Regions from separate parts of the Gossypium hirsutum genome. Here all the other regions are linked to region 3. Evidence: chromatin contacts called from public Hi-C data. All regions are on one chromosome and are shown on one strand. Each heading gives the region's core, a stretch centred on a gene start, on an enhancer-like site or on the middle of the called end of the contact. The rest is flanking DNA. Distances are from core to core; before and after follow the strand shown. Region 1 holds the start of LOC107900739 (UDP-glycosyltransferase 73C6). Region 2 holds the start of LOC107900744 (transcription factor MYB83). Region 3 holds the start of LOC107900731 (putative tRNA (cytidine(34)-2'-O)-methyltransferase).

The links. Hi-C and Micro-C count contacts between places; a contact is called where the count stands out from the background.
Region 1: a contact with region 3 is called in a Hi-C map of leaf, with 2.6 times the contacts expected there. The contact joins the promoter of LOC107900739 here to the promoter of LOC107900731 in region 3. A contact is called at or near these places in 5 of 34 Hi-C or Micro-C datasets (callus, hypocotyl and leaf).
Region 2: a contact with region 3 is called in a Hi-C map of leaf, with 1.9 times the contacts expected there. The contact joins the promoter of LOC107900744 here to the promoter of LOC107900731 in region 3. A contact is called at or near these places in 2 of 34 Hi-C or Micro-C datasets (both in leaf).

The regions. Positions count from the first base shown.
Region 1 is chrD08:53,784,166-53,788,271 of Gossypium_hirsutum_v2.1, forward strand. It overlaps LOC107900739 (UDP-glycosyltransferase 73C6), which reads right to left and starts at 2,070. Exons shown (of 1, transcript XM_016826435.2): 1 at 435-2,070. The coding sequence starts at 1,978. The coding sequence ends at 515.
Region 2 is chrD08:53,710,596-53,714,654 of Gossypium_hirsutum_v2.1, forward strand. It overlaps LOC107900744 (transcription factor MYB83), which reads right to left and starts at 1,510. Exons shown (of 2, transcript XM_016826438.2): 1 at 1,038-1,510; 2 at 1-601. The coding sequence starts at 1,333. LOC121219855 (a long non-coding RNA gene) reads right to left here. Exons shown (of 3, transcript XR_005916859.1): 2 at 3,856-3,879; 3 at 3,148-3,439.
Region 3 is chrD08:53,917,299-53,921,418 of Gossypium_hirsutum_v2.1, forward strand. LOC107900731 (putative tRNA (cytidine(34)-2'-O)-methyltransferase) reads right to left here and starts at 1,590. Exons shown (of 7, transcript XM_016826428.2): 1 at 968-1,590; 2 at 767-840; 3 at 601-669; 4 at 441-499; 5 at 64-124. The coding sequence starts at 1,136. It also overlaps the pseudogene LOC107900729.

The DNA of each region.
Region 1 (4,106 bases), core at 820-3,319, 130 kb before region 3:
ACTAGATATTGAAAAATGTATAATGCCAGCCAGGGTGGCTTGCTAACAAATAGAAAGCAAACTTTATTTGGAAATATATCCCGGTTCTTGAACCAGATAGGCTCCTAGCAGCAAGATTTATATGAGGAGTTCCGTGCATTACCTGCTGCCAGGGTTCATATCATCATACTCCACATCAAACGGACAAGGAAACCCAGAGTCATCAAAATCATTTTGTATAGACCTACTGTATTATGCATATATTATGTAAAAGTAAATCAAAGTACATATAAATGCTTCATAAGTATGGCACACACTAATAATTTTAAGAGAAAAAGATTACGAAGCATGCATAATCTCATCTGTTCATTTATTTATTTGGTTTGCTTTATAGGTAACTCAAAGTGGATTTTGAAGAAGAAAAGAAAAAAAAGCTATAATTTTACACTTTGACGAAAGAAAAATAGCTGTATACATTGTATTATGCATATTGAAAGAACTTATATTCTCACTCACTCTCATGTGAGACAGAAGTCTAATCCAAACATATTTTTGAAGATTGTTGGATGATATCTTGGACTAAGAAAGTCATATTAATGTAAGAAGAGCCCCCCACTTCAACAGCTTTTTTTGCCTTCTCTCCAAACTCTTTGGCACGTTTCCTTCTCTCTATTCCTTCATTTCCTTCATCCATCAATTGGGCTATCGCGTTTTTAACATCTTCTTTCTTCAACATGAACCCAGATTTCTCATCTCCAAACATCGTCGGTTTGCCAATTCCAAGACTGACTCCGATTTTCAATATTTCTACAAGCTTCTCGTTACTAAACTGGTCTGCGAAGAGTGGTAATGTTATTAATGGGACACCAACGGAAATGCCTTCAATTGTTGAATTCCATCCGCAATGAGTTAAAAAGCCTCCTATAGCTGGGTGTGACAAAATGAGTACTTGGGGAGCCCATCCCACAACTACAAGCCCTCTTCCTTTTATTCTTTCCTCAAATCCATCCTCTTTGATCCACTTCTCCACTTGGTTTGATGTTGTATCGTTTCCTCTTAGCACCCAAATGAATGGTTTGTTCGATGCCTCTAACCCCAAACCCAACTCTATCAGTTCTGGGCACTTTACAGTGCTGATGCTCCCAAGGCAAGCATAGATTACAGAGTTGGGTTGTTGAGAATCAAGCCACTTCAAACACTGCTGCTCACTGATTGAAGCCTTGTTGCCTCTTTCAGCCTTGTCTAACTCATCTTTGTGGCTAAGAGAAACCGGACCAATGCACCAAGCTTTCTTTATCTTCCTATACTCTTTCACATAAGTTGACTCCAGCTCATCGAAAGTATTTATGACGACCCCGTATGATGCTCGGTCAGCTTCGATCATTGGTTCAACAATGTCCTTCTTGGGTTCATCACGGATAAGCGGTAACTGGGCTTTAGTAAATTCGATCTTTTCAGTCAAGCCAGGTACCGTGAAGTATTCAGAATCAGAGGTTATGGTCTCAAGTATCTGGGAGGAACGTATATTATGCAAACAAAGAAGACAAAAGCAACAAAATCCATGGAATGATATCCTTGGAACCTGAAACTTGGTGGCAATTTTGTGAGTATAATAGAGGCAGATGTCAGAAATAATGCAATTAGGGCGTGGTGTTAGCTTCTCAAATAATTGCTGCACTGCTTCTTCCATCTTGTTTGCTGCAGTGAAGAAATCGAAAAAGTCCTCCCTTGAATACAGCATGTCTAGATTCTCAACCCCATCTTGCAATCCTACTTCTTTGCCAGGAAACTGGAGCTGCACTAAACGGATAGGGAGCCCTGACTCAATGGCACGGGCAATCGTATTCTGGACTCTGCCTGCGTTGTGAGGTGTTGTAACTATAGTAACAATCACGTCACGTTGTGCTAACAGTCGGCCAATATCTACCATGGGGATCAAGTGACCTTGAGCCATGAAAGGGAACAACACAAAGTGAGGCTGGTCGGATAAGGAACCCATAGAAATACGAGTAAATGAAACACGCAAGTTAACTTGTAATAGAAGGGTGCCGATAACTGTTATATATAGCGAAGTTTGAAGTTCATTTAAGAATGTTATACTTGGCTGCTGATGCAAGAGCATACATAAGAGTATTGTTTTATTCGGTAAAAGGATGAGGTTGGTCAGAAAGACTAGAATTCTGTGGACTGTAGAACTTCGTTATTTACCATTTTTTTATTGTCTGCTCCATTTCAGTACGTGTCTGACCAGTGGCCCTGAGTTTAGTCCTAGTCTTGGGACATAATTATGTGAACTACATATCATATGGCAATGGCCGAAGAACAAACAAACAAAAAGTTTTGAAACGGTGGTCAGCAAGATATCTTCGTTTGTGGAACTGGGTTCAGGCCTGGAAGCTTTCTATCAACATTAAAACAAGTCACAATATTTGGAAAATTGTCTTCGATCACCAATAAGTTTCACCTACGTATCTTAGGCTACAACTCAAAATTCATTTAGGGTTTGTCCTGCTCTTGCGTGTGGTAGTCTATCACTGGTTTTAGCTGTTGTTCCAATAGGGTCGGAAGCGTGTAAATTATTGTACTAAAAAATCACACAAAGTTCAATTCCCAGGGAAGAGAGGTGGATCACATGGATCTCTTAAATACCAAGTCTTTCCTTAGACAGAATATCCCTTCTATAGTAATTTAATAGCACAATTAAATACTACTATTATACCCTCAAATATTGAAAGAAAAATAGGACAAGAAAGAACACAAGAGATTTAACGAGGTTCGGTAAATTATACCTACGTCCTCGGGCACTAACACCAGATGATAACTTTACTATCTCCAAAGTATTACAAACAAATAGAATTCCTTAAGAATTCTCAAATGGAAGAAGAGAGAAAACTAAGAGAGAAAGATTGGTTGGGATGAATTGAAATGAGAAATGAGAAGGCCTATTTATAGTTGAGGTTTAAGGACCAAACAATAAATAGCCCATTATCTCAAGGACCAAAAAAAAAATTATCCCATGCCACTTTTTCAAAGTCAACTTTAGGGTGCTAAACTTGCACCACTTTGTATTGTTTGCCATTAATGTTGTCTCCCATTAATGTTAACAATCTCCACCTTGAAGATTTGATTAGGATAATCACATCTTCACACACTTCCTTCAACTCCCCAAATTCGATAAAACTATCTTTTGTAGTGCCTACAAATGCACTCTCGAGCGCCATACACCTGAAGGTGCTCAAATTCTCAGGATGTTAATCAAGTTCAAACAATGATTAAACTTGATTGTTGTTACCACCTTGGTCATCATATCTGCGGGATTATCTGCTGTCGGAATCTTCTGAAGTAGAATTTTTCCTTTTTCAAAGACTTCCCGCACAAAGTGATATCTTACGTCGATATGCTTGGTTCTTGAATGATAGACTTGATTTTTCGCTAAATGAATAGCTCTGACTGTCACAATATAAACTTATGTGACTTTGAACAACTCCTAAGTCTTTCAACAATCCATTAAGCCAAATAGCCTCCTTAACAGCTTCTGTAACTGCCATATATTCTGCCTCTGTAGTAGACACAGCTACTGTAGACTGTAAGGTAGACTTCCAACTCACTGGGGCTTTCGCAAGAGTAAACAGATACCCCGTAGTTGAACGACGTTTATCTAAATCACCAGCAAAGTCGGAATCAACATATCCAACTACAAACTGACCAAGTGCTTCATCCTGTTCAAAAATTAAACCAACATCTACGGTTTTTCGAAGATACCGTAGAATCCATTTCACAGCTTGCCAATGTCCTTTTCCAGGATCATGCATATACCTGCTCACAACTCCAACAGCTTGTGAAATGTCAGGCCTCGTACACACCATCGCATACATCAAACTCCCAACTGCATTAGCATATGGGACTTTCGCCATATATTCTCTTTCTTCTTCAGTTTTCGGAGATAATTGAGCACTAAGTTTCAAATGAGAAGCAAGTGGGGTACTTACATGTTTTGTGTTTTCATTTACACCAAAACATTGTAATACCTTTTTCAGATATTGCTTCTGATTTAAACAAAGCTTGCCTCTCGGTCTATCTCTACTTATCTCCATGCCGAGAATCTTCTTGGCCTCACCTAGATCTTT
Region 2 (4,059 bases), core at 260-2,759, 210 kb before region 3:
TTCCCAATGATGATTTTCTAACCCAAACGCCTCCCCTACTTTAAAGCTTTGATCAGTGTTGTTGAAGCAAGTATTATTATTATGGTGGTGGTGGTGGTTGTTGTTATTGCTTTTCCTATCAATGCTGTTAATGGCAGCATTGCTCTCTTCAATGCTTCTACTCTCAAGTGGAGGAAGTGAAAAGTCCCCTTCCAACGCTATTTTCCCTGGCTCTAAAACCCCATAATCCCCATATAATGCCTCTCCCAAACCACCTTGTGTCAAGCATGTGGGCAGATCCAATAAACCTGCTGCACCGCCCGTTTTATCGTAACGGTTGATGTTGAGCAGGGGGAACGGATCGAATTGGTTGCCTGTACCCATCGGTGGCATGGATATTGTTGATGATGAGGATATTGAGTCCATGCAAAAGGTCATCGCGTGATGTTCGTGCAGAGGGAAAATCCCTCCTACGACATCCCTGGGCTCCGATGAATCACTGTTGTTGGGTGATGAGGATGTGGATGTGTTGTTTTTCAATCTTTTCTTTAGTGTTGAGTTCCAGAAATTCTTTATTTCATTATCAGTCCTTCCTGGAAGACGAGCCGCGATTTGAGACCACCTGCAAATTTCGGAACCAAATTAAACATAATAAGACATCACATGTATCTATCTATAACCAGTATATAATATAAATTTTTCAACAGAGATGTTAACATTTTTTGCATTAAACATGATTTGACTCATATCTCAAAGTGAAAATGAAAATGAAACCCCAGAAAAATGAGTGGTGCACATGGTGGCTGGTGCCGGTGTGTGGCCGGTCACTGGTGATCAGTTTTTTCAAATGCATGAAGTTTTCTGGAGGGGAAGATTATAGATCAGAAGTGCCATATTCCATGGGATTGAATAGCCCTTAACTATCTTAGCTTAAACAAAGGCTATATAAATTTCGAATATAATATTCATAAGCGATTCTAAATAATGAACTACACCAAGATACATAAATATGCGTATGACATTGGCCTTTTGGAAGAGAAATGGAATAGAAATAGAACCTGTTTCCAAGTATGGAGTGCAAATGTATGATAAGCTCTTCTTCTTGAAGAGAAAAGGCGCCACGTTTGAGATCAGGTCTCAAGTAATTAATCCAACGAAGGCGACAACTTTTGCCACACCTTTGCAGACCAGCATTCTTAGCAATGTCACTCCAGCAGCCTTGTCCATTGGTTAACATGTACTTCATGAGTTTCTCGTCCTCTTCTGGTGACCACAACCCCTTCCTCAGCTTCATCTTGTTGGTGGTGTTGGTGTTGGTGTTGGTTTTTGGCATATTAGGATCAGGCTTCCTCATTGCACAGCTGGGTGTCGATCTGATGTAGTGGAGCCTTTTCCAATCTTTTTAACTGGTTGGATGGAGATAAGAGAGAGGTATAATATAGGTGAATGATGTTTGCAGCGGAGAGAGAAGGGGGAAAGAAGGCTTGATGGGGTGGTAATGGTGATGATGATAGTGATGGGATTGTGGGGTTCGTTTGCTTTGGAATATGAATATATTTATATATGTGTTGAGGGAAATGGAAAAAGGGAGTGTTTGTTAGTTGATGGGTAGAGTGGAAAACGGATTGGAGGGGGACCTCCCTTACCCTCACACATAGGATTGAGGGATGGGATGGTTGGTCGTCTTGTCTTTGACTCTATCTTGTCTTTTTCGATGCATTTTTCTTCACTCACAAGGTAATCATCATATGCATACGAGACACCACCAGTTTTGCTTCCACTTCACATAATGCTCTCTCTCTCTCTCTCTCTCTCTCTCTCAAACCACACGTGTTTTTGAAGGATAAGCCAATGCCCCATTAATTCTCCCCATGGAAAGAGAGAGAGACTGTCTGCAACACAGACCAGATGAGACTTACAGACAGACATATAGAATAACAGCACTCCAAAACAAATGGTCAAAAACTGTTTTTAGTCCTTATACTATGCATAAGTTACAAATTTAATTCATATACTCTAATTTGATCTATTTTTTTTTCTATTTTAGAAATTTCAATCTTGGGTCAAATAGTAACAGTTAAAATCATTATCATTAAGTTGTGGATTTAATGCTTGTTTTCTATTTTAATCATTTTTAGTCCGTATTCATTAACTAAAATAGTATGGCATTTTTTGCACTATTTTCAGAACTGAATTAGACCGAAAACTAGTTAGGGTATCGATCTTGAACAAAGGGTTGGATCGGTTGACCCACAAATCATTCGAATTGGTTGAACCGACTTTTCTCTTTTTAAAAAAAATTTTAAAACAATTTATTTAATTGAGCTAACAAGCCGGTTAGACCTATTCGACTACAGTTCGATTCTAAAAACTTTACTTTTTGTGGGTATTATATAAAAATAGCAATGTGACATACCATTACGCATGTACAATATATTTGCGTCATAAGATTTTAGAAATGAAAATATTTAACTTAATGAACTTAACAACTATCATTTAGTCCATATTGAAATTTCAAAATTTTCAAAAAGTATAAGGAAAAAAAATATCAAGACTAAATCTGTAACACACCATAATTTTAAGGACTAGTAGAGGAATTTGACCAAAACAGAAACTACTTTTACCCTATACAATAATAATGTAATACCTTTTAGCTTTTAGGATCCTTAGTCTCCCTCCACATATATGTTTTCCAGATGAGAAACGCGAATAATATAATCTGGATGCATGGTTCATAGTATTTGGAACATGAACCAAATAATTAACTCAAATATGCCCATATCTACGCCACCCCGGTCCCTCCTTTCTTCTCTCATTCTTTTGGTCTAAAAAGCATTCTTTTCCTTCAAGGGATCTTTCTGTTAATAGTAAAGTAGTCCCATTACCATTACTAAAAAATATATATGTGCAAGTACGATACCTAATAGCATATCTAAATTAAGCAACTGATCCAAATGATATGATTATCATCGAACCAGCAGTTAATATTAATTATTACTTCAGTTGAGACTATGTACGCAATATATGTTATACAGCGGTTTAGGTTTAGGTTTAGGTTTAGAGTCGGATTTAGGGTTTTAAAATATTATAACAATATTTATTTAATTTTCAGAATTATATACATTATAAATAAAAATAATCTATTATTAAATCTAAAAAAATAACGACTTATATTTGACAGTAAATTTGTATTGACTGTTAGGGAAGTCTTTCCCTAATACAAAATGCCTATATATTGTCCACGTTGGCTTTTTTTTTTTTTAATGCTACCTTATATTTTGACACACACAAGATGATATTGACAGGACAGCCGTTCACAGACCCAGGCATTATCATTATTTGATATTACTTTATCAATCAGTTTTCCCTTCACTTGATCAACTATAATCTTCCCAAAACCTTCATTGTCCTTTTCTCTTTTTTATTTGTTTCCCTTTGCTTACCAAATTGCCTTCCTTTCCTGCATGCCAAGGAGAAAATTGCATGTAACGTTTCCACTCAAGTTTATCTGATATGTATGAGAGGGGTCTTAGTCAAATTATTCAAAGTATATTATATATATTGTATTTATGTATTTGGACAGCGATTGCCACAAATTGTGGCAAAAAGTGAGGGGAAAACTGTCAAGCTACTCAAATGTTTCAAAAGTATCCTCTTCATCATATCAACAGCTGTCGAGGGGGAAAAAAACCCAATCTTTTTCATGCTTGCAAGGATGTTCCAAGCAACAAACTGCTTAGTTAAAAAGACAAGAAAATACACCTAGCTAGCTCTAGCACATTAATTGTACTACATTTATAAATGAATATTAATGGATCAGTGAATGTGAAAGCTATAGTACGTTCTTACAAGCGAGAAAAATATGAAATAGGGTACCTGACAGTGCGACCAAAGCATGGCCTGCAAAACAAGTTGGCAAATTATAAGGTTTTGGCATCGAAAGGTGGCTAATTAGATATGAATTCATACTTAAAAGAACATATATAATGGTTATTTGGGTCTGCATGAGTTTAGCTTAGACTTTTCTTCTTCTCTTGATAACGGTTGTTTTATGTTGCAAATCCCTTGGGGTTGACTTTG
Region 3 (4,120 bases), core at 340-2,839:
GAAATTAATGACAAAAGATACAGAACATTTCTAATCCATTGTTGGGACAGGAAGAGAAAAAACCTGTTGCTTGAAATAGTTTTGAAACTCTGCCCATGAGCCATGTATTCTAACAACAACATATCTGACATCAAGTTATTGGTGAAAACAGGAAAGCAGGAGATATTTCAGAGTTGGAAGGAAAATGAAGTGGATCAAATGCGATTTGGGTCAATCTTTGTAAACTATGCTAAATTGAAGCCTTTGAGGCTATAATTTATATATGAAAACTTGTTTGTGAGGATAGAAAAATATATGCCAAACTGTACTATGAACTGATGAACAATTAGGAAGTGCCCAATTCGAATAGAATCTTAAATTGAAAATAGAGAGAAAGGGTGTCCATGCATTTCATTCAACTGGAAAAAGGGTATGTAGAGAACATAAATATGGGAGGATACGGCCAGTAATCCAGTCCAGCACGTTTTAATTTATTATCATCCACTTTAAATCCTAATGGCTGAAAAAATACAACAGCAGAAGCATCTTAAATAAAAGGTCAAGGTTGGCAAAAATAAGTAAAGTAAAACAAAAAAGAGAGAAGAGAAGAGGAAAAGATACCCCAACAAGGTGAAGGGCAACAGCTGAGGCAGCGCATGTTCTTGCAATGCAACCTGCATTTCCAGGAATCTGAAGGCATGGGCAAGGGCAGAAAAGGGAAAACAATTAAGTAGAGGTGCTTGTATATGAGCTATAACATGTTAAAGATGAAAAATACAGTAGATACCTGAGGAGAAACTAAGACGACTTGAAGCAATTTTTGTTGGGGGTCAGGGGCAGGCAGAGAGTTGTTCCCATTTCCTGTTTCAACTTCAGCAACAGCCAAGCCCACAAAGAAAGAAGATTAAGAAAGGCAGTGAACTTAATTAATTAAGAACAAAAAACAAGCATATATACATATATCAGTGGAGAGAGAAAAGGGTCTTACTCTTAGTCTTAGTGTGAGTGTCAGCCCTGGTATTAGAGAAAGAAGAGAGGTGTGGTATGCGTAGGGAAGAAGGGCGAAAGTTTGGGAATAAAGAAAGAGAAGAAGTATCGTTAATATGTCTTAGGCTTTGAAGAAGATGGAATTGGGAATAATATGGGACTGCTCTCATTCTTGCTCTTATGCTCAAAAGAGAGACAGATACCAATACAGATAAAATGCTACACCTATTGGGTTTGACCTTTCTTTCTCTCTGGGTGGGATCACTGGATAGCTTCACTAATACATATTACTTACTAATTACTATCACTAAGTAAATACTCCAGTTTCTCTTCTTCTTTTTCTCTTTAACCCTCTTGGCCTTGGCCTGCTACCTTTCCTAATGTCCTCCTTCCTTTATAAAAATAAAAAATAAAATAGAGGGTTGGAAAGGAAGGCTGGGTGGCTCAGATCAGAACGACGATACCCTCTGCCTCTTCCACTCAATCTTAACCAGACACAGGTCTCCTTTCTTTTCTTTTTTCTTTGCTCAATCGAGAGATCGACTTGAACTTGGGCCGCCTCATCCGCCAGAAGAGTTTAAACAAAATACAAGAGATTCGAAAAATAGATTTAAATGAAATTTAAGATCATTTTTTATATGGGTTAGATTTTGAGTAAATATTTTTCTCGACACCCAATGTTATAAAATAATATTATATTAATTATATATTAAATAATATTTATTAAATTATTAATCTAATAATAATTAAATTTATTGTACAAAATCTAAAAAATTTATAATTTATATTTAATACATTAAAATATTTATTATATTTATTTTAGTTTTTTAATATAATAAAACATTTAATATAAATATTTTATAAGTATTTTTAATGTGTTAAAAAAATTATTTTAATCTAGGTTAAGGTAATGAATTAATATTTCTTTTTCATCTAAATTTTATTTTGTTAAATCTTTATTTTGAGTTAGATAGTGTTAATTGACTCTATTTTACTATTATCACGGTATTAATTTAAGTTATCTACTTTAAAATAAATCATATTGATAACGACTCATTAACTAATTTTCTCATTCATTCATCTTAGAATACCAAATGATTTTTTTTCTTTTAACTAAGGTATTATATTTTTTTAAAAATTAAATATGAATAAATTGGGTCGGACCGAATTTGTTTTTTCGAGCGAATTTTAAAAAAAAAAAAGTAAATCTAGTTTTTAGGCTACCCTGACTAAAAAAAATTAATCTAAATACTTTATATAAACCTCACTCCAACCCAACCCAATTCATCAGCGGCTAGATCGTCTGCGCCCCTTTTATCCCTTTGTTTTATTTTCTTAGTTTCAGTTTATCTGGATTAAGAATGCTTTTAGTTGTCTTATTCGGGCGTATCGGATGCTACCCATGCTTCATATCTCTGCTGTTAATTTACGAAGAATTATGTCCAGCTAAATGCTAATGGTTTATCTGCCCTTTGGGTTTTTGGATGGAGAAAAGTCAAATTGAAGTGTTGTTTATCTGACTGATCAGACACTGGTTATCCTCGAGAACTGGGAATTTATCGATGTGCCTCTTTAGTTCTCAATTCTGCTTTTTCCAAATGTGTGTATGTTTTATTTGAAGGGTGAAACATTTTGTGTAAATGTAATACTATCTCTTACTCTTATTAAAAATTCAAACCTTAAGACCTACCGCTGCAATATCTGAATAGCTCAGAGCCTTTACTTATCCAGCAAGTGTTGTTGGTTCTTTCCCCATGGAGAAAGGAGTGCCATCTAGCCTTTTTGTTAATGATGGTTCCTTTATGGAGAGGTTTAAACAGCTTCAACAGCAGAAGGATGTAAAAGACAAGGCTGCAGCTTTAGAAGAATCTAAACCCCCCAAATTTGTAAAAGGGTCTTCAGCTTCCAAACCTGCCATTGCCCCTAACAAAATAGCCATGGAATGTAAGTCCAGTGATTCACATAAGACCACCCAAATTTCTTCCGGAGGCAAACTTGCATTCAGCTTGAAGCAGAAACCAAAGCTCGTGGCACCTCCTCTCAAGTTGGCTGCAGATGATGAGGAGGAGGAGGACCAAGCTGCAGGGAAGTTTTCAGATGACAGACCGCTTAAACGGAAAAAGTTGGGTCTACCAGATGCCTCTGGACAAGGATAAAAAAAGTGGATGGTGGTAATTTCTGCTTTTATCTATCTTGTTGTGTTGCTTTTTATGACTTGGTAGTCCTTTGGTAGTTTACATGCTTAGGCTGCATGTCTGATACGATGCCAAGTTTGCAACTAGAATGAGTTCGTGAATATTTGAATTACTAATCTATATTTGTTCTCATTAAGAAACGTTTTATCGGTGTCTGAGTTAAATAGTCCCCTTATTAACTGCTATGATTTATGAAGTCATCTGGCGGTAAGTCTTCTCTGAACTGAAAGTGGTTGAGGAAGAGAGCAAAATTTCTTGAATATTTCTCATCTCGTGAATGCAGCTTATGCCTTAAGTACCAAACAACATTGGTGGAAAGAATGTTCAACGAAAGATTTGGAATATGTCGCCTGCCTGCTACAAGAGTAATTTGCATTCTCTTCTTCATTCTCTTGGTATTAATCAGTTTTATAAGTGACGTGCAGCACCACCTTCCCCAACCGATCCTATTGTGAAGAAAGTTGCAGACAAACTAGCAAGTTTTGTTGCAAAAATGGATGGCAGTTTGAACATGTTACACGTCAGAAAAACCCTGGAGAGACACCCTTCAAGTATGTGCACTTTTGCATCATTTTTTGGCTCATTATGCTCTGTGCCTACGTGTATGAATGCATTCTATTTGTTCCTTTCTGCTTCCCTTTTTGGTTCCTATGTTTTGTGTATTTAATATTGTGGTCTCCAGGTTCCTTTTCGACAAGCTGTTCTGATTACAAATACTATGAATACCGGCTTGCTGAAGAGGAAAAAGCTCTTTTACAGAACAAGGAATCGCAAAGTGGTATTATTGTCTTTCTCCTGCCTTGGTCATAAGGTTAGGTAGCAACACTTTGAGGTTGGCTGCTTGGAGATCTAAAAGCATTTTTTTGGGTTCTCTTTGATGTGAAAAGTTTCTTTTGCCTTGTTTGCCTTGTTCTTCACTTATTCTGTTTCTACACCAGATAAAATAGATAGAGGCATGA